Regions from separate parts of the Sus scrofa genome. Here region 2 is linked to region 1. A link is a contact called in public HiChIP or PLAC-seq data. All regions are on one chromosome and are shown on one strand. Each heading gives the region's core, a stretch centred on a gene start, on an enhancer-like site or on the middle of the called end of the contact. The rest is flanking DNA. Distances are from core to core; before and after follow the strand shown.

Region 1 (7,675 bases), core at 2,568-5,067:
GACAGGGAAATAGGCCGAGCGAGATAAAGTGATTAGCTAGACATTTGCAGAGCCCAGACCTAAGCTCAGGTTCTCACACTCTCAATCTGGGAATGCTTTCCACTAGATAACGTCCTAGCTCAAGGCCCACAATACAATTTATTTATGTTGATAACAGATAAACTAAAGGTGCAAATAACAAGATGATAAAATTCTTTCCACATCCCCAGTCTTGGAGGATCTCCTTGTGATACTTCTAGCAGCTCAGCAGCTTTAAGGCAGACATTTCTGCAGCTCTAATTGTAATCACTTTAGTTTTTTTTTTTTTTCGTTTTTTTGTTTTTTTGTCTTTTTAGGGCTGCACCCAAGGCATATGGGGGTTCCCAGGCTAGGGGTCTAATCGGAGTTGTTCCTGCCCGCCTCCACCACAGCCACAGCAATAGGGGATCCAAACCGTGTCTGCAACCTATACCACAGCTCACGGAGACGCTGGATCCTTAACCCACTGAGTGAGGCCAGGGATCAAACCCGAAACCTCGTGGTTCCTAGTAGGATTCATTTCCGCTATGTCATAACTCCCACTTTAGTTTTTAACACCAGATCCAGCCTAGGTCTCCTGATCCACCTCAGTTACTTCTGGGGTAGGGAATTGGGATCTGCTTCTATGGAGAATAGAGTCACACACCCACAAATACACACCTACATCTATCTGTGGTGTTTAGTTCACTGGTTCTCAACCTTCACCACCTGAAATCCGCCCCTGCCCCAGTACACACACAGAGGACTTTTGGAAATGTCTGGAAATATTTTTAGTTGTCACAACTATGGGGGAGGTGTTACTGGCATCTAGTGTGTAGAGACCAGGGGCTTTGCTAAATATCCTTCAATGCCCCCCCCCCAACAAAATGTTATCTGCCCCAAATGTCAATAGTACAAGTGGAGGAGCCCTGGTCTAGTCCATGCTACTAAACACATACACCTGAAGTTTCTTAGGATCAAACTGACCTTGGAGATTATGGCAAAGTAATGAAATTGCAGGTATTCTCTAGAGGGTTGACTGCTTCTCCACCAACATTTATTTATTTACCAGTGACATCTCACCCATTTCCAATTATGATTTCAGCTTACCATACGGGCACACACAGGACAGTTAAAGAGAAGATTTTTAAAAGATCAGAAACCATTGAGACAGAGGGGAGAAAGAACATAACATTCAACTTCTGCTAGTCCTTGGGGATTCTCTGTCATAATTCTTTATAAATCACATTGATAGGTCTCCTCTACTTATTTAAGTATTTTGTTGGCACAAGCCAGCTTTTCATTTATTCCAGCCCAAAATAACTGAAAAAGAAGACTTGATGAACTCCAATAGTTACCTCCCTGCTTCAATGAAGAGGTAGGACCGTAAGGTTTTCAGACAGTGTTCAAATCTTTAGAGTGACCTTTTAAGAGACAATGGGGTTACTTTTCAGCCGGCAGTAGAAAAAACGATAGTGGTTGAGTGAAGGATGGAAAACGAGTGGATGAGAAAGCTGTTCAAGAAGTCCTTGGGGGGAAGGGTTCATTGCCTATTTGAAATACTGTCAAATTCCCCAATATTAGAGACAATCATACACAAATACAAGTACAAAAGCCCTTAATATCTAAGGTATGGTGTATGCTATGTTACTACAAAACTGTAAAATAAGAAAATGTAGAAGAAACTTTATTCTCTAATATATAATGCTTCCTTATGATACAATAATATACAGTGCCTCTGTTATATTTTCCCTATATTTACAGTATCTCTGCATCAGACTGATAGTCCTTATGGGGAGCGAGCTTTTGATCATTTTGAATGACATTTTATATTCTCCAATAAGAGCCCAGTGTTAATTATTTTCTGCCTAGCAAAAGTTGTTTGGATTCCTATCTCCTAATCTACACACACACATACACACACATATATGTATATACACATCAATATAAATAAATATTAAATATAAAAAATAGAGACTAAAAATACAAGAAGAAAACTGTAGGTATTTTTCTAATCTTGGACTTTGGATGACCTCTTGAAGCATGGAACAGAAGGCAGGAAAGAGAACAGAAGGAATATATAAGCAAACACTGACAGATTTGACTGCTTATATAAAAATTAAAAACTACTCCAATATTTAACAAAATTCAAAATTTGAGTTTTATCTTTGCTCAACCAGGTTTTGAGGACTATTAAATTGTTTTTGGAGAGTAACTAGGTGGTAGGGGAGCAAACTCTAAAGTCACTGTGTACTTGCTATTCTGAAAGTTGAATGATTTACCTCAAAGGAGTTTCTGATGGTAAACTTTCAATTTTCGGCTTATTTCTGGGATCGTCACTAATTATACTAATTATCTTTTTTTTCCCTTTAGCATTCATGACTATTAGCCCATTCAAAAGTCCACAAGATAGTATCTTTATTTTATGTATGAGGAACAGCAGGGTTCAGAAGCCCTAACTGTTTATCTAAGGTCACTCAGCTAGTGTCCACTGAGTGCCCCATGTCAGGTACATACAGACTTAGAGCTTGAGAAAGACTCATCAAAATATATCACAACCTTGAGTCACCCTGAGCCTCCTCAGACGCCATATACTGCACCTGGACTGACAAGCTATTGGGATTCTATGTGTTTACACTCACCAGAGTTCCATTAACTCAGAAAGTGAATTTGAAGGCACAGGAAAAGATGTGTTATGTGGTCCCATGTGCCAGGCACTGTGCTATGCACTTTTCATGAATTATTTCATTGTCTTCTCGACAGTCCCATAAAACGGGTATCAACAGCTGCTTTTTACAGACAGAAAAACTGAGGCTCTGAAAGATTAAGTCATTTGCCTAAGGTGGCTTAGTTGAAAAGGAGTGATACTTCTTAAGTCTAGGAATCCAGGGCCACTGGTGTCCAATCCTCTTCACCATCTTAGAGTGAGGAAGAGTATATAAATGGAAACGTGGTCTATCAATGAATCACAAGCTAGAGAATTCCTTTTTGTAGAGTTTGATAGTTATTTCATAGAGTTTGTTAGACAATTATTCAGTTAAAATATTTTGATTAAATGTCAATATCTAAAACATGGTTTTGCATGACACTGATTTTTGATTGCTATTCAAACTTCTTAACAACCAAGCAACTTCTGGTAGAAGAAATTCAGGGGCTTTAGTCTTTAAAACCTGGGTTGGTAAATGACTGCCCAGCACATTTCCTGGTTTTTTGAGGCCCATGAGCTAAGAATGTTTTAACATTTTTTTTTTAAGGATGAAAAAAGAGTTTTTCTGACATATGAAAAATATATGAAATTCAAATGTCAGAGCCCATAATTAAAGGCTTTATTAGAACACATCTAGGCTCATTTGTGTACCTATTTTCTATGGCTGCTTTTGGGTTACAACTGCATAGAGTTGAGAAATTGTCACAGAGAGTCTATGGTCTGCAAAGTCTAAGATATTTACTATCTGAGCATTTACAGAAAAAAGTTTGCTGACCCTTGTTCAATAACATTGACACTCTCTGGCATAATTTGGGTTTCTTAATTTTTTCTATGAAATTCTGTAACAGTTTAAACTTTTTTTTTTTTTCCCAGAAAGAACACTAAAGCAGTCTTGGCTCTGGAAAAAATTTGACAGCCTGGGCTGATTTGAAATGACACCATTAGATTATGGTCCAGTGCTTAGTGGGTCCTGCTTGAAAGGCCCTGCCTTCACTCATCTTTTAGATACATTAGAGTTATCTCTAGATGGTAAAGCTGTGTCACTACCCAACCAGTCCTTTGGTTATTCATACTGACTGCGTTATGGGTTTAGTTTCACAACACTGTGAGTTCATTCAGACTTCCTGAATCATTTATAGGGATTTTCATTTTCAGTCTCGAACTTTTACACACTTTTTCTGCTGTTAATTTTTTTTTTAACGTAAAGCTTAGAGTACTAAATGGCTTACATGTGTAAAATGAAGCCCATATTTTGATTTTTTTTTTTTAGCTTTAAGAAATCAGAATTTTTTTTAAATTGCTTTTTTTTTTTTTTTTTTTTTTGAGAAACAAAACTTAATCTTGCAGGTCACAGAAGAAAATGCCTGCATGGCCAAGGATCTCAAAGCACCTCTGGTGGAAATACATAACAAGGTAAAGAACAGTCTATTTATTTTTAAACACTGTTTATTTCTTGGAGGAAATCCTATTTAATAGAAAAGATGTGACTAGTAACAAATAGAGTCCACGACTATTTCTGGTTCTGTCAATGACTCACTTTGGGCAAATCATCTCACCACTGTTGCTCTTTATCTGCAAAACCTGGACTTCATGCCTATGGGAGTTGCATGGCTAATCAATGCCTGGAAAATGCGTAGTGGCAGATGCTACAAAAGTGCTGAGCCTTAAAAACAAAACCACCCCCACCCCCCATTTGTATTCAGTTGAGGTTGGGGCTCATTGTTATTTAACATTCGAAGGCCAACGCTACGTTATTAAGTCCAGCGTGCTGCACAGAACAGATAATATCACTGTCCAGTAGGGATATATATTTTTTTAAATCTAAGATTTTGGACTTTTTCCCCCCGTTATAGTGGTTTGGGGTTATTCTAGAATCTAGTAGTATATCCATACAAAAACATTCAGCTTTTAAGTTGAAAACTATCGATTTAAAAATCTAAATACACCCCCTCCAAAAAGAAAAAAAAAACAAAAACAAAAAACAAAACCAACCACCCTCCCCCGCCCCGCCAAGAAATCTCTCAAAACAAGAATTCTTCTGATGTTTTTTTTTTTCCTCCCTGCAGTTCTCCATGTTACAGTCCTTGGAGGTAGAATAGGCATAAAATACTTTCACTAATAAAATATGACAAACCGCCGGATTATACGTGGCCGATTCCCAGTGATTGCCCTGCTACACAAAGCAGAAAAGTAAATGCCATCATCCCCCTTAGAACAAAAGAACTTAGGAATAAAAAACATGGAGAGGGGGGAGAAAGCAGCAATAAATAAAGGTGAGCGAAGGACCCCATCTCCTGCCCCTCCCCGAAGCGAGTGTGGGACTAAGTACTGCTAATAAAGTGGTTCAAGGGTAGTTATTTGGAAAGGGGGCGGGGTGGCGAGGGGAGGGAGCGGGCGAGCGGCGGCCGGGATTGCATGTTGCATTTGACTTGAGGTTGCATCTTTCTCCTGTTGCCTGGACCACGCTCCCCCATTGCAGTGCTTCCCCATCGTTTCTCTCCGTCCCTGCCCTCGCGGCTTTATTTCCCCCCTTCAAACTGCTGTTGCACTGGAGGGAGTTGGGGCCGCTCCGGAGCCCCTTTGCAGCTCTCGCCGGCGGGAGGGGGAGTTGGGCTCGGGCCGCGGAGTTGGGGGGGCCGCAGCAGGCTCCGGCCTCGCCTCAGCTGCAGCTATATGGGTGCCGAGCTGCAGCGCTGCACGGGCTCATCATTGCGGCGGCAAAGGAGTTTGGCCGCCGCCGCTCCGTGCTCAGCCCCATCACCGCCGCCGCCGCTGCACTGGAGTTTGGCTGCTGCTGCCCTACTTCACTCTAGTTTAGTTTCACTCACTTTACATCCGGGTTTTTTCCCTAGGCAATGGGGGCCGCAGCACACCCCGTTCCTTAGGCAAAGTGAAATAAATTCGCCGCACCGACACGTCAAGTAGTCCGCCCGCCCGAGCGCCGCCGCGGGCCCCCGCCGCCCCCCCCGCCGCCGCCCCGTCGCCCCCGGTGGGGGCCCGTGCCTCCCGAAGCCGCGGGCTGAGGCGCGGGGGTCCGGGCCGGCCGCCGTACAACTCCGCCCGGCGGCCCCCTCCCTCCCCGCTGTGCCCCTCTACCCGGGCGCCTCCTCTCCCCCCGCCCTCGTCCCCGCTTTCCCAGCCCCAGTCCCTCTCGCCCGGCTCTCGGGAGCGGCGGGGGCGCGCACGGCGGCGGCGGCGGCGGGCCGGCGGGGCCGCGCGGCGGGCTCCCGCGCGGGCGAGTGTGTCTGGGCCTGGGCGGAGGGATCCCCGGGCTGAGGCGGCGGAGGTGCTGCGGTCCGGGGCCGGGTGGTGAATGGGCTGGTGGTGCTCGCTGCTGCTGCTGAGAGGAGGAGGAGGAGGATGAAGAGTTGGGCTTGTTTGTCTCCCACAGTTTCTCTCCTGCTGCTCTGATTTCTCCCCTCCACCCCATTCCGGCCCGGGGCCTGTGTGTGTCTCTCCTGGAGGAGGAGGAGGATCCAGTTCCTCCCCCCACCCCCTCCTCCCCACCCCCCCTTGCCTGGGGAAGAGGAGGAAAGAAACAGCCCAGAGAGAGGGAGAGAGAGTGAGAGAGAGAGAGAGAGAGGGAGAGAGAGAGAAGAGAGAGGAGAGGAGGAGGAGGAGGGAGAAGGGAACAACCTACCATCTTAACACACTAATATCTAAAAAGTGCGAGAGGCCCAGAGCAGCAGCAGAAGCAGCAGCAGCAGCTCCAGCTTCTTCCCTCCCTCCCCATGAAGAAGAGTTCCCTCCTCCTCCTCCTCCTGCTTCTCCTGCTCAGAGTTCCTGCCTCCAGCTGCCAGGGGGGACAGCCAGCCAGCAGCAGGAGGGTGCAGTATCCCAGCTTTTCCATTCTCTCTTCTCCTCACTCTCCTCTCTCTCTTTTTTTTTCTGGAGTAGCTCTATTTCCCCTCCCTCCCCCTTCTCCCTCTCCCCCTCTCCCTCTCTCTCCCTCTCTCTCTCCCTCTCTCTCTCTCTCTCTCTGTCTTGTCTCTGGTGTTTGTCTCTGGGAGGAACTGGGGCTGCCTGCTTGGAGTTTGTTGTGGGGGGGGAGGTAGGGGGAGGGGAGGGGTGTGTGGGAGGGAGAAGGGAAAGGGGGGTGTTCTCGGCAGGACCCCTCAGTCAACTTGAGATTTGAGCTATAACTTCCCCTTCGGGGCGCCCCCCTGCGTGCCCTTCCTATTCCTCCCCCCCTAAAAAAAAGACAATGGAAAAACCTTGCCTCCCCCTTCTTCCCCTCTGCCCTCCACCCCTCCCCAGGATAAATTGGAAGTAAGTTTACGAGCAGCCTCGGGAGCCTGGGCGCTGAGTGCTGGGCCGGAGCGGGTGACAGAGGCGGCGCGCCGGGGGTGGCGGGGAGGGGGCGTCACATTGTCCCGGCGGGGGGCCGGGGAGGGGGCCTACGGCAGGGGCGGGGGGCGCGGAGCTTCGTCCGCCCCCTTGGGCTCTCCCTTGGCCCAGGGATGGTCGCCGGGGCTCTCTCACCCCCCACCCCCCCCGGGATGCTGTCGGGGGAAGTTTTTATTATGGTTATTTATTTAATTTTTTTTTTTTTTTTTTTTTTTGGAAATCCATCTTGTTTGGTGACTGAGGGATCTGGTTAAAAAAAAAAAAAATAGCTGCGGCTGCTGACGCTGCCGGGCCCAAGTGTGTGTGTGTGTGTGTGTGTGTGTGTGTGTGTGTTGGTGCATTTGTATTGGGTGGCCGGAGCAGCGTTGGGGAAATTCCGCTTATTCTTCTTCTTCTGCAACTTGTTATTCCGGAGAGTCTGCCTGCACCCCTCACCCCGGGGCCGGCCCTCCCGTACTCGCCCCCGCCGCCCGCGGCCGCCGGGCGCCCCCAGGACCCCGCGCCGGCCGGGGCCCGCAGGCCGCTCTGAGAGGGGCCGCGGCCGCCCCTCCCCCGCCCGCGCCCCCGCCGGGGGGAGGGGCGCGCGGAGTGGGACTCTTTCCGTTTGGTCCAGCCCCGCCGTGC
Region 2 (7,675 bases), core at 1,566-4,065, 280 kb after region 1:
AACAGTCTGCAGGTATGCCCTCACTCTGATTCTGAGAGCAAAGAGTATAGAGGCGGTGGTAGGTGTGTGTCTGTGCCCAGGCCCAGGAGCATTTATTGTATTCAATCTGCTTTGTGTTATTTCACCTCTTTCTTCTGATACCAAAACCAATCAGACTTCCTGCCAATGCACTGCAACACATATCCCAAGTTGCCGGACTCTGTGGTCCACTTCTCTGGCTTTGCTGCACATGACAGCTTTAAAGACCCTAGTACCCAAGTCAATGAAATCAGAATTGGGAGAGAAGTGGGCCCAGCCATCTTTTAAAGATACTTAAATGATTCTCACGCGTGGCAAGGTTGACACCCATTGCTACAGTCTGTCCCCGATTTTATTTATTTCACAGCACTTAGTTCTACCAAGTTATAGCTGTTTGCTTGTCTTCCTACATGAAAATGTAAGCTCCAGGAGCTCTGGACACATCTGCTTGTTCCCTGCTGTGCTCCTAGCAGCCCCTAGAGTAGTGCCTGGCAGATATTAGGTGCTCATTAAACGCTCAATTAACATCTGCATTCCTACACAGCCTCTGACTTCAGGATTTGATATAGGCATCTGAGCTGCCACATTCTTTTTCTTTTACTCACTCAACAGCACAATTACAAAAGGGTGACCCACAAAAATCTCTAAATACCTAGTTTCTAGAGAATCTGAGTTTAATAAGCAACAGAGGTTTTGTTGTTGGTTTTTTTTTTTTTGTCTTTTTAGGGCCACGCTTGCGGCATTTGGAGGTTCCCAGGCTAGGGGTCAAATAGGAGCTGTAACTGCCAGCCTAAGCCATAGCCACAGCAATGCCAGATCCGAGCCGCATCTGTGACCTACACCACAGCTGACGGCAATGCTGGATCCTCAACCCACTGAGCGAAGCCAGGGATCCTTAACCACCGAGCCACAATGGGACCACCTGTTGTTGATTTTTAATCTCCACTACTGCAAAGGAACAGGCAATTTTATGCCACATTCCTCAAATCCCATAAAAGAAGAAACTCCTTGACAATGTAACAAACAAGTAGTCTGGAGTCTAATTACTCTGCTCTGACTGGCACACTGCCATCAGGAGAGGGGCAAAGTCTGAGGCTTAGTCCAAGCTAAGTCCACACTAGGGATGGCTGGTCATTTGAGGATGTTTGTCAGCCCAACCTCCTATCTAGAGAAACTGGAGCAAGGGCCGAGTAATAGAGCAGACTGAAAACTGTGTGGGCAGGCTCTCCACAGAACTATCTTTAGCTGTTCCCTCCATATAAATGGGGCAGGAGGGGGGCATTTAATAGACCCACTGCTAGAAGCACTCACTCTCCTAGCAGGGCACACACCTTGGAGAGGAAAGAATGGGGAGCCAGCGTATCCTGGGAATAACTCTGCCCCTCAGTGCAACAAGGCCACAAGCAAACACCTCCAGAACAATGCAAACAAACTAGAGGACGACTGCCAGACTTGTTAAAGAGAGACGGGTACACAATGTCTCAGAACACCTTTGTTTTAAACACTGGTTATGGAGAAAACACATCAACTACCTGTTAAACTTTTCCCATGATCCTGGGAGTCATCAAAGAGGGCCCCTTGGTATCACAGCTTGCCTGCTCCCAAATCTTAGCACATCAGCTGACAAGAGTCTAATCTACAGGCTCAACTGTCCTTTAAAATCAATCTCAAGAGAAGAGGAGGAAGTAAGGGACTCTTTGTTTCTTTTTCTTCTTCCTCCCCCCTCCTGCTTTTTTCCTTAGCAAGCCCATAGCTGCTGAGGGAATTCTCCAAAATAGGTTAAGTACTGCTGTCTGCTCTCTAGCCCAGGACACAGAGTGCCTCTCAATGAACGTGCCCTTGAGAGCATGTTCTTTTATTTACAATAAAGGAGCAAAGGCACCTGCCCTACCTAATGCTAAGTCAGAGTCTCTAGACACCTCCAGAGACTGGATGATCTTGGTGGAAGGAAGACAGGATAGGTGAAAAAATGAATTCACACAAACCAGAGGCTTAAGCTTAAGACGACCTTCAGGAGCGCTCTTGAAGAATGCAGGTGTCTGCCGTGCTATTTCAGAAACCTGTCCCGGCCCTCATACCGCAATAGCTCCCGTCCTCCCCTCCCTGAGCACAACCCTAAGAACCCTAGACCAGGAGTCCCTGTTCTGCCACTCGCCGGCTGCAAGTCCTTGGGCAGGTCAACTTTGTATCTCTAAGACTCCAGAGTCTCATCGGTACAATGAGGATCATGATTTTTGTTTCACGGGGACGTCGTGAGGACCAAAAGGGATAACACAGTGAGAACGCGCCGTGCCAGAGGTTGAGCCCTGGCCCACCCAAGCCCTAACTATGGGACTAATTGCTACCCACGTCGCGGCTTCTCCCCACTGGAGACTCAGCTGCGCCTCCCTGCCCCATCTCTTTCAGGTCGGGGGCTTTCAGCAGAGGGGACTGGGGCCAGAGCCTCCCCCCTCTTAGGGTACGTGCCTCAGAGGCTAGACTGCGCTCCCCGGACCCGCAAACCCGCCCGGGGCCCCCTCACCTCCACCGGTTGATCCCGACTGAAGAGGAGGCCGCGAACCAAGGGTCGAGGATGTAAACACAGCGCACGCAGTGCGCCCCGCGAACCGCCGCCAGCAGCGCCGGGTTGTCGTGGAGCCGCAGCCCCTTGCGGAACCAGTGCACCGAAGAGGCGCCTTCCGCGCCGGCAGCGGGAGCCGGGGAGGACGCCGCAGCGGTCGCCACAGCCGCCGCCATCATTGCCTGGACTGCTCTGACTGCGGCCGCTCCGCCCCCGTCGGCGCCGCGAGCCCGGCCCCCAGCTGGCCCAGTGACCTATGACGCGCCGCTACTCTTTGGAGCCCCGCCCTCAGGCCCTGGAGCGCCTCTGCTATTGGCTGGGCGCCTCCTGCCGGGCGATTGGTTAGAGGCACCATGTCTGGCCCCGCCTCCTCACGTTCCCACCATGTGTGGGCCCTGCCGGGAGGAGCCGGAGGGCTGGGCTAGTGACGCAGGCTGGCGGTCCCCAAGGAGGTCTGGGCGTGGACCAAGTCCGAGGAACGGCGGAGCTCAGCTTCCTTTTTTAGGGCCTGGCGCTGGAAGCTGTGTGGGCTGGCGAGGGTTGCTGTGACTCCAGCAAATGACTTAAAAGGACAGACCACCGGCTGTCCTACATCATCTTCGTCATCAATATAATCATCTACCACACTCTATACATACATCATTACAGCATTCTAATACAGCTTCCATTAGATGCCAACCAACGTGATAATACCCTTACGCTGCTGTCTCCTTTACTGCTGTAAACTCAGACGAGTTGCATTCTTTCAACAAACCCTAGTGAAAGAGCTGTTTTCATTTTACCGACAAAGAAAACCGAGGCTGCTGCAGGTTGAGTAACATGCTCAATATCATACAGCTAATACTTCTACCAGGATTATTCAGAATCTGAAGTTTCTGCTTTTATCCACAATACTACACCTCTGTCAGCGTTGAGCAACTTGGCATTTACAAGTAGTAGAGTCCAAAGTGTGGGCCCTGATGTGCTGCAGTAGAGGGGTTGGGATTAGGGACTGGAATTGTGGAGAATGTGGGTTGAGATTGTAATTAGGTCATCATTGGAATTCCCAGTTTGTGGCTCAGCGGTAATGAACCCGACTAGTATCCAAGAGGATGAGGGTTTGATCCCTGGGCTTGCTCAGTGGGTTAAGATCTGGTGTTGCTGTGAACTGTGATGTAGGCTGCAGACGCGGCTCAGATCCTGAGTTGCTGTGGCTAGCAGTAGATCCGATTCAGCTCCTAGCCTGGGAACCTCCAAACTCTGCAGATATGCTCTAAAAAGCAAGAGGGAAAAAAAAAAGCCATCACATGAATTTTTCTTTTAGTTCTGTCATAGACTTAGGGGTAACTCTGAGTGTAAAGGACTGAACTGGAGTCTGTGTGGGGTTCAGAGATGTGGAGGATATTCCCCACGCGTCCCCAAGAGAGCCAGGTGGAGCCCTCTTCTGGAGTCGAGCACAGGGCTTGCTGATTGACTGAATGAGTGAATGATAGGAGAAGCCTGTAAACACCCCCACTGATGTGTTGATGGTGGGCTAAGCTAGCCTGGAGCTTTGGCATTATCAAATGGAGAGGCCGTCTCAATTTGGCTCTAGGTGGCACCCTTCCTGAATTTGGGAATGAGCAATGAAGGAAGTTAGCAATTTAATCCGCAAGTGAGTGGCACTAATTGGCACAACTGTCTAAACCACAGTGTTGTTACAATCCTAGGCGCTCTCATTGCCAGGGCTTTGCACAAACTGTTCCCTCCAACCTGGATCACACCCTGAACACCCCCCCCACACACCTTCTAACTTCAGTTTGTCCTATGTCACTGCTCAGTGTAGATGTCACTTGCTGTCTGCTCCCAGCCTTCATAGTGCCCCATCTCATTCTGTGCTTCTTAATTTCTTAAAATTATTTTTGTTTATACGGAAGTTCCCAGGCCAGGGGTCAAACCCACGCCACAGCAATAACCAGAGCCACACCAGTGACGCCAGATCTTACCCGCTCAGCCACCAGGGAACTGCTTCTTATTAACACTGACCTTAATGTATGGTAGTGGAATTTCTTATCTGTCTGTCTGCCTCATTAGATTAAAACACCCTGGAGGGCTAGGACTGTGGCTTGTCTACAGCTGTATTTCCAGGGTCTAGCTCAGTGCTTGACCCTTAATGTTCAAGGATCATTTGGGTAAAAATTGAACAGGGGCTAGAATCTCAGGTTGGCAGGAACTTTAATGGCCTATCTCAGTCCTGATCCTGTTCTTAGTTTTGAATACTCTCTCCAAAAGAAACCCAAACACCTCTGACTGGAATCCAGCCTAAACCCAGATTGGAACTTGAACCCACTTTTTCAAAAAAAATTAGAACCACTGACCTGGTATCTAGACTTAGTGAGACTCAGGTTCTTTGTGCCTCAGTGCAGAAGGATTTCTGTGAGACAAATGGATAGGTAAGAAATAGCTTTATTGAGATAGGACACTTGTGAGGGATACAAGTGGGCAGGTGAGGAGGCTCAGCCCCGAGGATTAGATGGGCTATATTTTTATAATCCAAGGAAAGTGGAGGGAGAGGGGAAATGCGCTTCTTCCTCATTCTTCAGGTAGACGTCAGGCTTACGTCATAGCTCCTCCTTCCTATTGGGTAAGAGAGTGTTTGACCCTATGAGGTCACACGAGGACTTTCATGGTGCTGATTTTTCTTCACATCAGCAGAAGGGTGGTAACAGATGCTAAAATATGTTGAATCATCTCTGGTTTCTGCATAATGAGGGTCTCCTGCTTTGAAATCTCATCTTTCCCTTAAATTCCTGTCCTTGGTCCTACGGATCATGAGCTTGCTGAACTTGAACGCGGACCTCATTTTATCTTTCACTTAATGACTGGAGCCATATCACATATTTGTATGTATGGTTTTGGAGCCATATCACATGTTTGTATGTATGTTTTATCGTGAAGCAAGCCTGCTTTGTTCCATGGTGTTCTGACGGCTTTCTTGAGCGATGATTAACTAACAGTGGTCTCCCAAAGTCCCCTAGGTTTCCCTCTCTATCTGCGGTCCCCTATGGGACTTCGACAACTACCTGTGTAACTAGCCTACTCCATCCCTATCACTGGGAATGGAACAGAGAGTGGAAGGAGATGGTTCTTCCTTACAACCTCAAAGATGCATATTCTCTTTTTCTTCTCTGAATGCCCATGATGCTTTCTCTATAGACCTTGAACTCCATGAGGGCAGAGACTGTGTTTATCTTGCTCATCAGTGTATTCCCAGCCCCTAGTTTGGTACCTGACATGTAGTAGATGCTTAATAAATATTTGCTGAATGGTTGTCATTTATCTCTTTCTATCTTATTAGGCTATTTTGAGCGGCAGTGTGGTATAATGATTAAGCCTAAGGTCTTGCATATTTGGAGTGGCTGTGTTCAAAGTCTGGTCCTGCTTTTACCTGTGTGACCTTGGATAAACTAATTGAGCTCTCTGTTTCCCACTTTTTTTTTTTTTTTTTTTTTTTTTTGCTTTTCTTTTTTAGGGCTGCACTTGCAGCATATGGAGATTCCCAGGCTAGCGATCGAATCAGAGCTGTAGCCACCAGCCTACACCACAGCCAGAGCCACAGCCATAGCAATGCTGGATCTGAACCGCATTTGTGACCTACACGACAGCTCATGGCAACGCCAGATCCTTAACCCACTGAGAGAGGATGGGGATCGAACCCACAGCCTCATAGTTCCTAGCCGGATTCCTTTCCGCTACGCCATGATGGGAACTCCTGTTCCCCACTTTCTTAACCTATACAATAGGGATGATAATAGTAGGTAGGGTATAGCAAGCATTTAACAATAGTCAGCTACGGTTATTCTGACCAGCAGGATTGTGTCTGCATTTGTCTTCCTTGCAACACATATGTCTTTACACATAATGAGTGCTCAAGTTGCTGAGTGAATAAAATATTTTTAATCAGTTTTTTTTCAAAAGTCCTCAAAATTATACCAATAATGAAAAACAAAGAGAAGTAATCACCATCAACCCCAAGCCAATCAATTATTTTTTGTCTTCCTGTTACTTTCTAGACTTTGTCCATAAATATCTAAGTGTTACAGCTTTAATCAAAGCAGAGGTGCAGGGTTGTATGCATTTTTAAACAAAATATTAAGCATGCTTCATATTGCTATGTCATGTCTGTGTTTGCTGTTTTAATGAATATATAATTCTTCGTCAAGTTGATAAAAGAGGAATTATTTTATTGAATGATTGCATATTTCTTAGGTATAATAACAGGGTAACATTCAAGAATTCGGGAGTAAATCTGGCACTGGGAGAACATGGGAGTGCAAAGTCCACTTTCGTATTTTACAGTTCAAAAGGGGCAGAGAGAAGTTGGAGAGAGACCAAAGAAATCTGGAAATCGCTAAGTAGGTGAAATGTAATCACGTACTATTTTATCCTCGGGAGAAGTGAGGACTGAGCTATGCATTTTCTTATTAACAATTTCTTATTTACAAGCATCTCTGAAGAGTAGTTGCCATGAGAATGCTTTCCTCCTTGTTTCCACTAAGGGCAGAACAAAAGAATCTAGTTTACGCTAGAAAGATTATTTAAGGAGGAACTTTAATACTAAATAGTTTGGGAATGAAACAACTTAGCCAGGTAATGGGAGGTTTCTTTCTTCGCTAAAGGTATTTACTCCAGAGGGCAGTCCTCTTTTGTCTTTTTGTTGTAGTCCTGTGTGGAGACTGGATTCGGCAATTTTTAAATTTTTTAATTTATTTTATTTTTTGCTTTTTAGGGCCTCAGGTTGGAGATTCCCAGGCTAGGGGTCCAATCAGAGCTGCAGCTGCCACCCTACGCCACAGGCGCAGCAATGCAGGATCCGAGCCGGGTCTGCCACAGCTCATGTCACGCCAGATCCTTAACCAGCTGAGCAAGGTCAGGGATCGAACACCTCATGGCTCCTAGTCGGATTCTTTACCGATGCGCCACGAGGGGAGCTCCAGGATTAGGCAATTTTTCACATTCCCGAAGAACTATGCTTTGGGTAAATATTTGATGATTGGTTGAAGGGTAACCAGGGGCGGGAGGGAGGGGAGGGGTGGAGGGAGTGAGATCCCTGGAGAGTTTAAGTGACCCGCGCCCTCT

The links. HiChIP or PLAC-seq counts read pairs in DNA pulled down with a chosen protein or histone mark.
Region 2: an H3K27ac HiChIP or PLAC-seq map of alveolar macrophages shows a contact between it and region 1. The contact joins the promoter of CRY2 here to the promoter of PHF21A in region 1. A contact is called at or near these places in 2 of 47 Hi-C or Micro-C datasets (heart right ventricle and skeletal muscle) and 1 of 2 datasets of contacts at active chromatin or transcription factors (alveolar macrophages).

What each region holds. Positions count from the first base shown.
Region 1 is chr2:16,338,147-16,345,821 of Sscrofa11.1, forward strand. It overlaps PHF21A (PHD finger protein 21A), which reads left to right and starts at 3,818. Exons shown (of 18, transcript XM_021083139.1): 1 at 3,818-4,117.
Region 2 is chr2:16,617,565-16,625,239 of Sscrofa11.1, forward strand. It overlaps CRY2 (cryptochrome-2), which reads right to left and starts at 2,816. Exons shown (of 12, transcript XM_021083144.1): 1 at 2,540-2,816. The coding sequence starts at 2,757.